Regions from separate parts of the Mus musculus genome. Here region 1 is linked to region 2. Evidence: chromatin contacts called from public promoter capture Hi-C data. All regions are on one chromosome and are shown on one strand. The core of a region is the stretch at or near the end of the contact, and the rest is flanking DNA. Distances in the headings are between cores, read along the strand shown.

The links. Promoter capture Hi-C pulls out the DNA fragments that hold promoters and counts their contacts.
Region 1: a contact with region 2 is called in a promoter capture Hi-C map of the C10 cell line. The contact joins the enhancer-like site here to the promoter of Ccdc92b in region 2. A contact is called at or near these places in 11 of 39 promoter capture datasets (the C10 cell line, the HPC-7 cell line, cranial neural crest and 6 more), 1 of 484 Hi-C or Micro-C datasets (CD4 T cells), 4 of 115 datasets of contacts at active chromatin or transcription factors (embryonic stem cells and fetal liver) and 4 of 9 other capture datasets (adipose tissue, embryonic stem cells, liver and 1 more).

What each region holds. Positions count from the first base shown.
Region 1 is chr11:74,860,760-74,867,296 of GRCm38.p6, reverse strand. Sgsm2 (small G protein signaling modulator 2) reads left to right here. Exons shown (of 23, transcript NM_197943.3): 8 at 142-266; 9 at 661-728; 10 at 1,776-1,936; 11 at 2,086-2,212. Among named protein-coding and RNA genes, the nearest start is that of Mir6926, 4.2 kb to the left of the region's middle. Within about 2 kb of position 4,241, at least 28 of the 459 cell types and tissues checked have an H3K27ac peak or open chromatin away from gene starts, as enhancers often do.
Region 2 is chr11:74,618,158-74,623,933 of GRCm38.p6, reverse strand. It overlaps Ccdc92b (coiled-coil domain containing 92B), which reads right to left and starts at 4,329. Exons shown (of 4, transcript NM_001013784.1): 1 at 4,088-4,329. The coding sequence starts at 4,172. It overlaps Gm50590 (a long non-coding RNA gene), which reads left to right and starts at 3,075. Exons shown (of 3, transcript XR_001780261.2): 1 at 3,075-3,405; 2 at 3,526-3,668.

The DNA.
Region 1 (6,537 bases), core at 2,992-5,491, 240 kb before region 2:
CTAGCTTCAGGTTCTCCTGGCTGTGCCCAGCTTCTATCCCCAGGACTCCATTGCTGGCCTGGCCTGGTCTCTTGGGCTCATTTGCATGGACTGTCTTGGGCCCATATTGTCCCTGTCTTCTGGTGTGTCTCTTTCCTATAGAAGGAGGACATGGAGGCAGTCCCTGGCTACCTCTCCCTGCACCAGTCTGCAGAGAACCTAACCCTGAAGTGGACTCCCAACCAACTCATGAACGGGACTCTCGGGGACTCTGAGCTAGAGAAGAGGTGGGGGTTTTACACTTACTCTAAGGAAGCAGGGCAGGGAGTGGAGGCTTGGCCCAGGGCAGGGAGTGGAGATACACAGCAGACTCCAAGGGACAAGACTTACTCCTTATCCCAGTGCCAAGAGTTAGAGGGAGAGGCTGGCTGCCTGGAGTGATTCCCAAGCCCTCCGAAACTGAGCCACGCCTGGCTGTGGAGGGATCTGCACAAGCCAAGTGCTGGATAGCTAAGACTGCCAGACTCCGTGCCAGGAACAGCATGAGACACAGAGGAACAGGGCTGGCCTGGGTCATTGCTTGGCTATGGCTCTCCTATCTTCAGCAGTTTCAGGGGATGATAGGACCAGTTGACAGAGGCGGGTCCTAGGACATAGTGACACCATATGGTTCCTTTTTAGTGTTTACTGGGACTATGCCTTGGTGGTGCCCTTCAGTCAGATCGTCTGCATCCACTGCCACCAGCAAAGTGAGTCTGCTTGTCTGAGGTCCAGAGGTGGGGCCAACACTGTCTTCCTGTTGTGCATTGTGCATGGGGCCTGTCAGACTTTTGTGTCCCTCCTAATGTCCTTATTTTTCAGTGTCAGGAATCAGGTCATTGTACATGCTAGGCATATGTTCTCCTACTGAGGCATGCACCCAGCCTGTTCCTTTTTATTATTTTTTTTAATTATTTTTAAAAAATTCTATAGCCAAGCTGGGCTGTGGTGGTGCACACCTTTAATCCCAGCACTCAGGAGGCAGAGGAAGGCAAATCTCTGAGTTCAAGGCCCAGCCTGGTCTACAAAGTGAATTCCAGGACAGTCAGGGCTACACAGAGAAACCCTGTCTTGAAAAACAAACAAAAAATTTTATGTGTATGGTTGTTTCACCTTCATATAGATACATACACATAAACACACACACACACACAATATATATATATATATATATATATATATATATAATCATGAGTATCATGTGTGTGGTGCCCATGTAAGCCAAAATGAGACATCAGATCCCCAGAACTAAAATTACAGACAGTTGTGAGCTGCCATGTGGGTGCTGGGAATTGAACCTGGCTCTTCTGCAAGAGCAACAAGTGCTCTTAACTGCTGAACCAAACTTTTCAGCTTCATTGTGTGTGTGTGTGTGTGTGTGTGTGTGTATGTGTGTGTGTGTGTGTGTGTGTTTAGAGTATGTGTGTGACTACACACATTCACACCTGTACCACAGTACACATGGAGACCTCAGGACATTTGATTTGCAGAAGTAATTTCTCTCCTCCCAACATGTGGGTTCCAGGGATGGGGATGAAACTCAAATTGTTAGGTTCTTCAGCAGTCACCTTAACCTGCTGAGCCATCTTGCCAGCCCTCCACTGTTCCTGTTAATGAAGCATCCAAGGCATGTTCTAGCCTGTCCACCCTCCTTCCTAGCCTGGGAAATCTCACCTGTTGGGCCAGGGTGATGGGTCGGGAGGTCTCAAGAAGGACCCCAGCCTCACTCCTCACTCGTGGGCATTCACCCCCACCAGAGAGCGGTGGCACGCTTGTGCTGGTGAGCCAGGATGGCATCCAGAGGCCGCCACTACACTTCCCACAGGGAGGACACCTGCTGTCCTTCCTGTCATGTCTGGAGAATGGGCTGCTGCCTCGTGGACAGCTTGAGCCCCCGCTGTGGACCCAGCAGGGAAAGGTATCTTGGCCGGGGAGGCTCTGGGTGCAGGGCTGGGTGAAGGAAGGCCTCCTCTCTTCCTTTCCACACAGCGTTCTCAGGAACAGCTTTGGGTGGAACTTTGGGTGGGACTGCACACTGGACAGCCTGACCATTTGCTTCCTCCGCAGGGCAAGGTTTTCCCCAAGCTACGGAAACGCAGCAGCATTCGGTCCATTGATGTAGAGGAGCTGGGTGTCGGACGGGCAACGGACTACGTGTTCCGGATCATCTACCCCGGACATAGGCACGAGCATAGTGAGTGTCCCCGTGTCCCCTGTGAAGGATGCTCAGGGTGTCTGAGAGCACTGTGGAGTCAGGCCAGCTGGAGACAAGAGGTTCATCACTCAGAGCCTCCCCACTGAACCTTTCACTCACAGGTCATCACTCCCTAGATGTCATCCCCCAGTCACCCTGAGGCCCAGCTCAGCAGGCCCAGGCATCACTAGACACGATTCTTAGTAATATTTCATGCTATGATTCAGAAAAAAGGGAGAGACTGGAAATATTAATAGGAGGTGGAAAACTTTCCATTCCTCTTGGGCCTAAAATAAAAGGTAGCAAACTCCCCTCCCGTCTTCAGTCCCACCTCCGGCCTCGCCCAGGCAGCCGGGCACAAGAGCTCTGCTTTTTGGACAGTGCATGTTCACTTCCTGAGCCAATGTCCTCCTCAAGCCTCTGGCACAGAGCGTCCTCTGAGAGGACGAAACCTGAAGCTTGCCTGGTGAGGGCTGTGGCCTGAGGCCGCTGGCCTCAGGGTTGGGGTGGGGAGTCTGTCAAGAAATACCCGCCCATTCTGCTCAATGATGCTGCTACCCATGGGTTTCTCTGCACTAGACTTGCAGTTCTTGAAGATTAGTCCAGGGAATCTGCCAGCCCACTGTGATGACTGCCAACCAGACCACCTATCTATCCGTCCCTGCATTTCCTAACTTGTGCCAAAAAGTTATCCATAGTGTGTCTCTGTTGATGGGCAAGTGACCCAGACTTTACACAGGAGCTACAGCGTAAACGATCCAAATAGGCTTGGAGGACCCGTGCTTGGGGGACTCTGTTCCTCTCAGATGGACCAGATAAGAGACAGCTACAGCCAAAACGCTGTAGACTGGCATTTCACTTCAGGCTTGGCTTGGCTTCCCTTCTTCAGTCTGTGACACATTCCATTCTGTTCACATCACTGTGACGACCTCTTACCTTCCTAGAGGGCGAGCCAGGCATCAAGACCTGAAACTGAGCTAAGTGACTCCTGCTTTTCCAAGTGGTTCTGAGAGGACCCTGAAAGAAGAAGGTTGAATTTATACACTTAAAATGAGGGCTTGGGGTCATCTCTAGGTTAAATGCAGCCCAACTGTGATAGCAGCTAAATAAAAATTTAGATCCATTTTAGATCCATCTGGCCAGTCCCAACTAACCTTAGTTAGAGTTGGTCTCCTAGATACACACACACACACACACACACACACACACACACACCTTCCACCCTCTCCTAATAACTACAGAAGGTTCTTAGCCCCCTACCCTGTTCCCACTATACCTTGCAGGTTCAAGGTGATCTCAGTCTCCAGCCATCCACCTCCAGGAGGGCAGTCTCCTGCTCAGGGACTAGGGCCCTCATGCCTCTGCCTCTCTCGCTATTCTCTTTGAGCAGTCACTATTAACTACCACCACCTAGCGGCCAGCCGAGCGGCCTCGGTGGACGATGATGAGGAAGAGGAGGATAAACTACACGCGATGCTCTCAATGATCTGCTCGCGGAACCTCACAGCTCCCAATCCGATGAAAGGTTTTTATCCCTCCCTGTCCCTGACTCACCTCATCCTCCACCCTAACCCCTCTGGGCTCACTTGCCACCCACTGCAGGGGCTCAAACAGCAGTGTTGGCATTAGGGGACTTATGCGCAGGGCCATTTCCTCTGTCAGAGGCAGATCAGTTGAGGACACAAGGAGCCAAGATCAGTACTGGCAAGAAGAGGGGATGTGCAGAGCAAATGGTTCTGAGTGAGGAAAGGAGGCTCTATGCTGAGAGAGAGAGCCACTGAGGAGGAGGGCTGGCCACCTGATGGCCTCTTGGGGACTGGAATGGCTCTCAGAGCCTCTCCCTGTTCCTGCCAATCATGTTGACAAATGCCAGGTTGTGGTCTCTTTCATTCTGTCTGCTGACAGGAAAGCCAGCCTACAGCCTTGTGCTTCTGACTGTGACTTAAGAAGACAGGGGCAGAGGAGGGACTGGATAGAGTCCCCAGAAGAGGCTGGCTCTAAGGATTGGTCTTCCCATGGGAGGCCTGTAGTATATGGCCTGGTACTTTGGCATGAAGCTAAAAATGCTTACCACAGAGTGTCCAGGAACAGTCTAGGCTCCCAGCAGCAGTGGGAATTCCTGCCCACAGGCCCCTGGCTCACTGTGTGGAGCTGAGCAAGTACTTTAACATCTCCAGACTTGGTTTTCTCACTGGTGCTCAGTGCTGTGCCACTGGTGTTACCCAGGTGACCCATACTCTAGGACCTCAACTTCCACGGTGGCTAGGATCTCCTTCTCTGGAGACAACACAGGACAGTAGTCGCGGCCCCTCAGCATGCCTCTGTGCACTGGATTCTTTTTTTTTTTTTAACATAGAGCTGTTTCAGTGAGAAGGAGCCCTCTTTGGAGAAACATCAACCAGGGAGGGGCTCCAGGAAAGGCTGGACAGAGACGCTGAGGATAGACTAGATCTTAGGTGCTAGAATTTTCCAATCCCCACCATATCTGTGCCACAGAGTTTTAACTGATCTTGCTTTTACAAAGGGAATCTACTACATTATACTCCTTACGGAGATGCTGTTGATGCGGTGTCTCTCCTTACACTTCTGTAGAGTTCTTCTAAAGGCCACAGTGTCCTCAGCGAGTCACTCAGCTTGCAATGACTCCTACTCCTGCCAGCCAGGCCCGTGGCTCAGAACACACCCAGTACCCATCAGGCAGCTCTGCCAGCTGCTCTTGTCCCTGCCACAGTTCTGCCCCTTCCTTTTCAGTTCTGTAGGCCCTGGGATACCCCACTTACTAGGTTGCTGACACACACACTTGCCATCTAGCTGTCTGCACCACAGGCTTGGACAACACTGTTTGCAGGTTAGCTGGCCTTGAGGAATGCGGGAAGGTTGACCTCATCATCCTTCAAACCGGCATCTTGGCAGTAGTGACACCACTGACTGCTGGGGGGAATGGCACACACTCCTGTAATCCCAGCACTTTGGGGGTGGAAGGAAGAGGGTCAGAAGGTCAGGATGAGCCTTAGCTACATAGGGAGCTTGAAGCTAGCCCAGGCTACTTGAGATCTCAGAAGAAAAAAGCAAGCCCACTAGCTAATATTAGGACTGAGGCCTCGAAATCAGACGAATTTCTAGGCCCAGAGGGTCCAGCGGCCTTGGGAGTAGTTTGGATAGCCTTTTGTCGAGTTTGGGAATTAGACCAACCCACTGGGTAGCCCCTGTGACCCCAGCACTTGGGGGAGGGGTAGCAGTATGAGAAGAAAATCTCGAGGGAAGTGGGAAGAAGGGATGGGGTGGAGCCCCCTGTGCACTCCAGTCCATAATGACAACACTGTTGAGTTCTGCAGCCATGGCTTTTTCAGGCCTGCAACATGCTTGACTTGTGCATGTGATTAAGTGGCGGGGTGTCCAGGTCTCTTCCCTCCCCCGCCCCGTTTCCTGCTGTCCCCCCACCCCACCCCCCACAGAGCAGAGATGCTGTTCACTCTAATTCTGCTCCAGGCCAGGCACCTTTCACTCGGAGTCCTAGGAGCTGTGTGGTTCACCCACCTTGATGGTTCACTTTAGACTTTCCTCATGCTCAGAGGAGAGAGTCAGAGTCAAAGCTGACCCAGCAGACCCCTGTCCAGCCTGCTGCCTCACCAGTCACTCACCCAGTCACTTCAGAGCTCCAGCTGTCTACACTGGGCTGTCACAGTGTAGAGAGTGTGCAGTGCTGGCTGGTTCAGCTCCTTCCTGGAGAATTAAGGTGAAGAGCATTCACCCAGGAGATGTGCCTTGGTTGGGCCCAACTTTCTGGGCACTGAGCTTGTTTCCCTCTGTGCCCATCCTCCACCCCCTGCACCTGTTACCATCCCTGCCTGCTGCCTGCTGCCTGCCTGGCTGGGCTGACTCCTCCCCACCCACCTCTGTCCCTACCCTGGCTCCTCCCACACCTGGCCTTCTGCCTGCTGCAGGGGTAGGCTCTAAACCCCCCACCACCTGCACTTACCCTCTCTGTTCCCAGAGTCTTCGGCATGGCTTGCAACCCCTCACTCCCAGAGCCGCAGCCCCCCTACCAAACATATCCCCTTAATTGACCTCCTGGTGGAGCTGAAGGTCCAGATACTGACACAATCCTACCCATGGGTCTGGTGGGACAAGACAGGGCAGCCCTTGAAGGGACTAGAGGGAAATCAGCTCGCCCTCACCACCAAGGCACACCCAGAGCTGGAGTCTGGCTATCTAAAAACACCAGTCCTTGGCCTCCAGACTGTGGGGAGTCAGGGTCTCTTGCTAGATTTACCTAGAAAACCATTAGTGAAGACCTCAGCACACACAGCTCTCCTTGATCTTCA
Region 2 (5,776 bases), core at 3,080-5,579:
GTGAAAGTCCTTTCCAGATAGCCCTGGAGCCTGGAAGCTGGCCCAAGGAGGCGGAGCCAGCCAGTTGTTCTTTCCTGGATGGCCTCGACCATTCACTTCCAACAAGGCAGGCTGCTCTTTCTTCTTAGGGCAGAAATCTGGGTCACAATCAATCTTGGCAAGTCTTCATTTTTAGGCATTACTGTGTGGATTGTTTGGGGGAGGGGAGGAGGTAGAGTGGGGAGAGGGAACTAGGAACAGCTGGAACTCTGTAGTAGAGGAGCTGCAAGTCCGTCGGAAAGGGGACAGGAAAATAGCAGGTCTCCATGACATATGTGCGGTCCTAGAACCGCTGGGCATCAGAGGAAGCTTGTGTCCTAGATGTAGTCTAAGCAGGCAGCAGCAGCTGAAGGGTTGGTGGTGCCAGCTCGGTCTTCTCCCTGAACCCAGCTGAGCCTCACATCCTCTGCCTTTCTCTGTCTACGGTCCTGGCAACTGCAAGGTCTGTGTTGCTTCTACATTTCCACTCCTGGTGTCCCTAGTTCTTTCTCATGTTAATTTTACAGCTGGACAAAACAACAACAACAGCAGCAACAACAACAAGAGGTCACCTAAGGGCTGGAAAGATGGCTCAGTGTGTAAAGGTGCTTGCTACCCACCTCGATGGCATGAGTGTAAGACCTGGAGTCAGCATGGTGGAAGGAGAGAACCCACTTCCACGAGCTGACCTCTGACCTTCCCAGGCATGTCATTGCATGTCATGTTTGCACTCCCACTTACCCCCTGCACGCAGAATAAATACAACAAGATGTAAAAAGTCACTGAGGTCGGCGATTGCACACAACTTTAATCCCAGCACTCAGGAGGCAGAGGCAGGTAGATCTGAGTTCAAGGTCAGCCAGGTCTACAGATAGAGTTCTGGGGCAGCCTGGGCAACAGAAAAAACACGTCTCAATAAAACAAAACAAAACAAAGCCCAAACCAAACCAAACTAAAATCAAAACCAAACCAAACAAACACCCCAAAACAAAAACAAAACCCGCAAAAAAACAAAAAACAACCAACCAACCAACCAAACAGAAAAAAATCACCAAGAGTAAAATGGATGTGATACAAGGTGCAAACTTTATAGTTAATTCCAAACACTGTTGACACATATCTCTTGGGTCTGAAAGGTACAGATATCTCTTCCCTTTGGGAAAGCTGGCAGAAAAGGCCTCAGCCATCAGCAAAGCAACTGGCACAGGAACCTTCTGATGCTGGCACAATTCTGATTTAAATTAAAAAAAAAATTACATGTATGTATGTATGTGTCAAGCTCATGCACGCCACAGCATACAAAAGGAGATATCAGAGGACAACTGAGGGGATCCATTCATACTGTCTACTACATGAGTCCTAGAGATGGAATTCAGACCATCAGGCTGGGCAGAAAGTGCCCTTACCTGCTAAGCCATCTTACTGGTCCCAACCATTCTGTCTCTCTGAGGCCCTGCCTCCTGCTCGTGGTGAGTAAGTCAGCTCCTGCTAGTCTCTGGGTTTCCGGTTCCCTTCCCATTTGCCCATAACTGTCATGGAGCATAGCGAACTCAATGTCTCTCCTCCTCAGTTCTTACAGTTATTTGGGTTCAATTTACCACAGGAAGCGCAGAATCTTACCACCCTAGACTTGAGTCATTTCTGCCAATGATTTTCAACTTTTGCTCTACAGAGCTCTAGAATTCAGCATCGAAAAGGGAGGGGTCCAGAAGCCAGAGGGTAGGGATAGTGGCTCTGTTCTCTCTCTGTTTTTCTTCCCTCGAGACAGGGTTTATCTATATAGACCAGGCTGACCTCTAACTCACAGAGATCTGCTTATCTCTGTTTCCTGAGCGCTGCCATTAAAAGCCTGTTTGTATGTGACAACACAGCTGGCTTCACTTTTAGTGATCTTTTATTTTGAAAAAAAAAATGTACTGCACATATTCTCATAGGTGTACTCTGTGTGTGTGGGTGGGTGGGGGCACAGGTCCCCTCATGCTACTGTGAACATGGAGAGGTGAAAGGACAATTTTGGGGGGTTAGTTATCTCATGCCATTTTGGGATCTGGGATTAAACTCAGACTGTCTTCTGAATTATATGCTGAGCTAGCTCTCTAGTTCCCTTTAGTGGTCCTTACTATGATAAACTTTTAAGTAAGAAAAGATGCCCGCTAAGTAAAAGTCTGAAACTATTTTTATTAACTACTTACGTATAGCTGTTATTGTTGTTAAAATGGCCTCACTCTGTAGTCCACGATGGACAAGAACCTGCTATATAACCCAGGCTGGCCTCCAACTCATAGCAATCTTCCTGCCTCAGCATCCTTAACGCTGAGACTGCAGGCATATGCCAACCATACCCCAGTGAATTTTCAATTTCCCTGAGATGTTTACACTTCTCCTTAGCCCCTCCACCTTTCAGCTTGTTCCTTGCTCCCCAGTTCTTTTCTGCCCCATCCTTCCTTCAAGCCAGCGTAGCATGTGGGAGAGGATCAGCCTGGCCCCTGGGAGCCTCCTGCTCTCGTATCCCACGGAGTTTCCATGTGCCCCGTCTTATGCCTTGACTGATGTCTTGTCCCAGTTTCAATTTCACTCTGACTGCTTCTTTTCCTCTTTGGAGCCAAAAACATCTGTCCGGTCAACGAATATCTCTATACCATTCTTGATGTTCTTTAAGAATGCATATCTCCTTGGCTCCTTGTTTCTAGGTAAATGCTAATTTTTTTGTTGTTTCCTAAAGCCAAAGTAGATCTATGAGCTGGGAGAGGCTGAGTTATGGATGAGTGGATAAACGAATCTATATGTTCTTTATTTTTCTTAGTCATTATTCCTCTTCATCATCTGACTCAGAAGCCCATGGCAAGAGGAGCACAGATCTCAGAAGCCTTCCTAGGTCCAGGCCTGAAGACCCAGGCACAAATGCTAGCACACACTAACTCTCAGTACCGTCCTCAGCTCCATACACACTAACTCATCTGTACACTGATGGTCCTACTAGTACATCCACTCCAGAGATGAAGAAACAGGACCCCAGAGAGGTAAAGCCCTTTGCCGGACATGCACAACTGTGCTGACACCTAGGAGACACTTTGAGGCACTCACCCTGTAACACATAGCTCCTCAGAAGGCAGCCACACTTTACATCTGCTGGCTAAACCTCTTTTTTGTTGTTGTTTTTTGGATTCTACCTCTTGCTCTCCAGATAAACTCTCTCCCTGTACAGCCATGCCCTAGCTTCCTACACTCCACCCAGTTTCTGTCTCCTGAAATCTGACTTCTCCTTTGCATTTTAGAGCCTTCTTGCGGGCAGTTTGGACTCTGGGAATTCCTTGCAAGAAACAAACCACACAGCCAAGAGTGAAGCCGAGAGAATGAATTGAGTCTTACTGGGAATCACCAGGGCAAGTGAGTACACGTATTAAAAAATAATTACTCTGCCACCCCCTCTAAGTCCTTGGCTCTCCTGAGGACGAGTCTGGAACCAAGATCTGGCCTTTGACAAGTGTCTGGGACTCTGTCTGCAAGGTGGGGGCTGGTAGCAGAGACATTCTCTAAGGACCTGTGATCCTCCGCACTACAGAGTCCCTCCTCCCAGACACCCCTCAACTCTGGCTCCCCGCTCCACTGAAGATCCCACAACCCCAACCTCAGCATTGCTGAGGATTCAGGTACATGGGAGTGGGGTGTCGGGAAAAACTTGACCCACCTTTCAATCTTGATGCTCTGTAGTTTATGCCTCGAATTTGACACCCAGAACTAGGGGGTCTGCAGGGTGGGGGGCAGGGTTGAGGGTTATGGATACCACAGGGTATAGGGAAGAGAGGAACCAGCCAGGATACGAAGAGCAGGCAGAACGGTGCGAGTGGTGGTCTGGACTGCTTTGGACCCCCTGCCAATGCCGGGAAGGGCTCGGGTCTGGCGGCGGAGGACAACTTCTGCCAGCAGCCCGCGTCCTGCCCGCCTCTCGCGCGCTGCGGTGCCAGACCCCGCGCAGCCCTCCAGGCGGAGCCGGAGCTCAGGGGCTCTCTTCATCACCCTGATCACCCAGCCAGCGCCCACCCTCTACACCCACCGCCGGCCTGCTCACCTGCGGACCCGAGAGAGCCGCCGGGCCCGGCCCGGGCCTCGCTGGGTCTCTGGAAGAGCTCTTCTCCCGCGCTAGCTGCGCTCATGGATCCGCAGAGCGCGGCCCGGCTGCGGCGCCATCAACTGCTGCGAGGCTGTGGGGTGCGGACTCCAGGGCTCTGGGGGGCTCCGGGGCGCAGAGGTGGGGGGCCTAGGGCAGGCTTCGGGCGTAAACACCCAGCAACGTGACCGGAACTGGCGAACGAGCTGGAGGGGGCGGGGGGTGGGAGAGATAAGGGGGAAGGGAGGGACCTGGGGCGCTCGGGGAGGGGCCGTGGGCGGGGCGGGGGGAGGGGAGGCTGGGGCGGGGGAGGGGAACCCTGGGACCTCGGGGAGCCCCAGGATCCGGGCCTTCGCACCCCGCGAGCAGCAGAATCCTCGGATCCGGCCCTGGCTGGGAGCTGAGGAGGGAGCCCGAGACACCACAGACGACTAGGCGAGCAGGGACGCGGCGACCGATCAGCACCGCGGACAGCGCCCAGGCCCACAGGCCAGGATCCGCTCCGCCTCTCTAAGTGAGGCAGCGCCCGCTGCCTGCTGGGGTACCCACGAGCTGGGGTATTCGAGAGCTGCTGGATAGTCTGAAAATGTGTTCCTGGTAGAGGCAGCAGCAAAGCTGTGCCAGATGTCTCACTAGTTTTGTGACCTTGGGTGAATCACCTCACCTCTTATATGATGGTACCCAGAATCAAGAAAAGATCTTTTATAAATTCCAAAGTCCGTAAAAAGTATAAGGCGCATAAGGCACTATTGGTGTTGAGCCGGGTCTCTTCCTCCTCCTCCTCCTCCTCCTCCTCCTCCTCCTCCTCCTCCTCCTCCTCCTCCTCCTCCTCCTCCTTCTCCTCCTCCTCTTCCTTCTTCTCCTCCTCCTCCTTTTCCTTTCTTCTGTAAACAGATTTCTAGAGTTACTCTGCTCATCTTAGAGTTCTGGCACCATCAGCATCTTTCTCTTCTCTGGAGAGATGGTGGTGTATGGAGTGCACCATTGGGTTGTTGTGAGAATTAAATGAGTTAATACCTGTACAGTGCTCACTATAGTGTGGGGGCTCACTAGACACCTGTACACATGATGGTTGATGACAGGGGTTCAGGAGGCTCGGAGTTCCCAAAGGCAACACATTTCCAATCCTACCTTATCATGCTGAAGGGAGAGGTGGTCTTTAAGGACTCAGACCTAAAGTTTGGTCTGGAATACCTCACTCCATTACAAGCCAAATATTTACTTTCTTGTTGAGCCAAATTTCTACAAGGCCTTAATTTTGCTTTTAAACAAGGCGTTACTATGTGTGTAGCTAGCCGGGCGTGGTGGCGCACGCCTTTAATCCCAGCACTCGGGAGGCAGAGGCAGGCGGATTTCTGAGTTCAAGGCCAGCCTGGTCTACAGAGTGAGTTCCAGGACAGCCAGGGCTATACAGAGAAACCCTGTCTCGAAAAACCAAAAAAAACAAACAAACAAAAAAAAAACTATGTGTGTAGCTCTTGCTGGCCTGGAACTCTATTGCTTCATAGACCAGGCTGGCCTTGAATTCACAGAGATCCTCATGCCTGTTTCCTGAGTTCTGAGTATAAGGGTGTGCATTACCATCTCAAGATTATTTTCTCTTCTTCCTTCCTCTTCCTCTTCTTCTTTTAAATAAGGTGTCACTTAGTC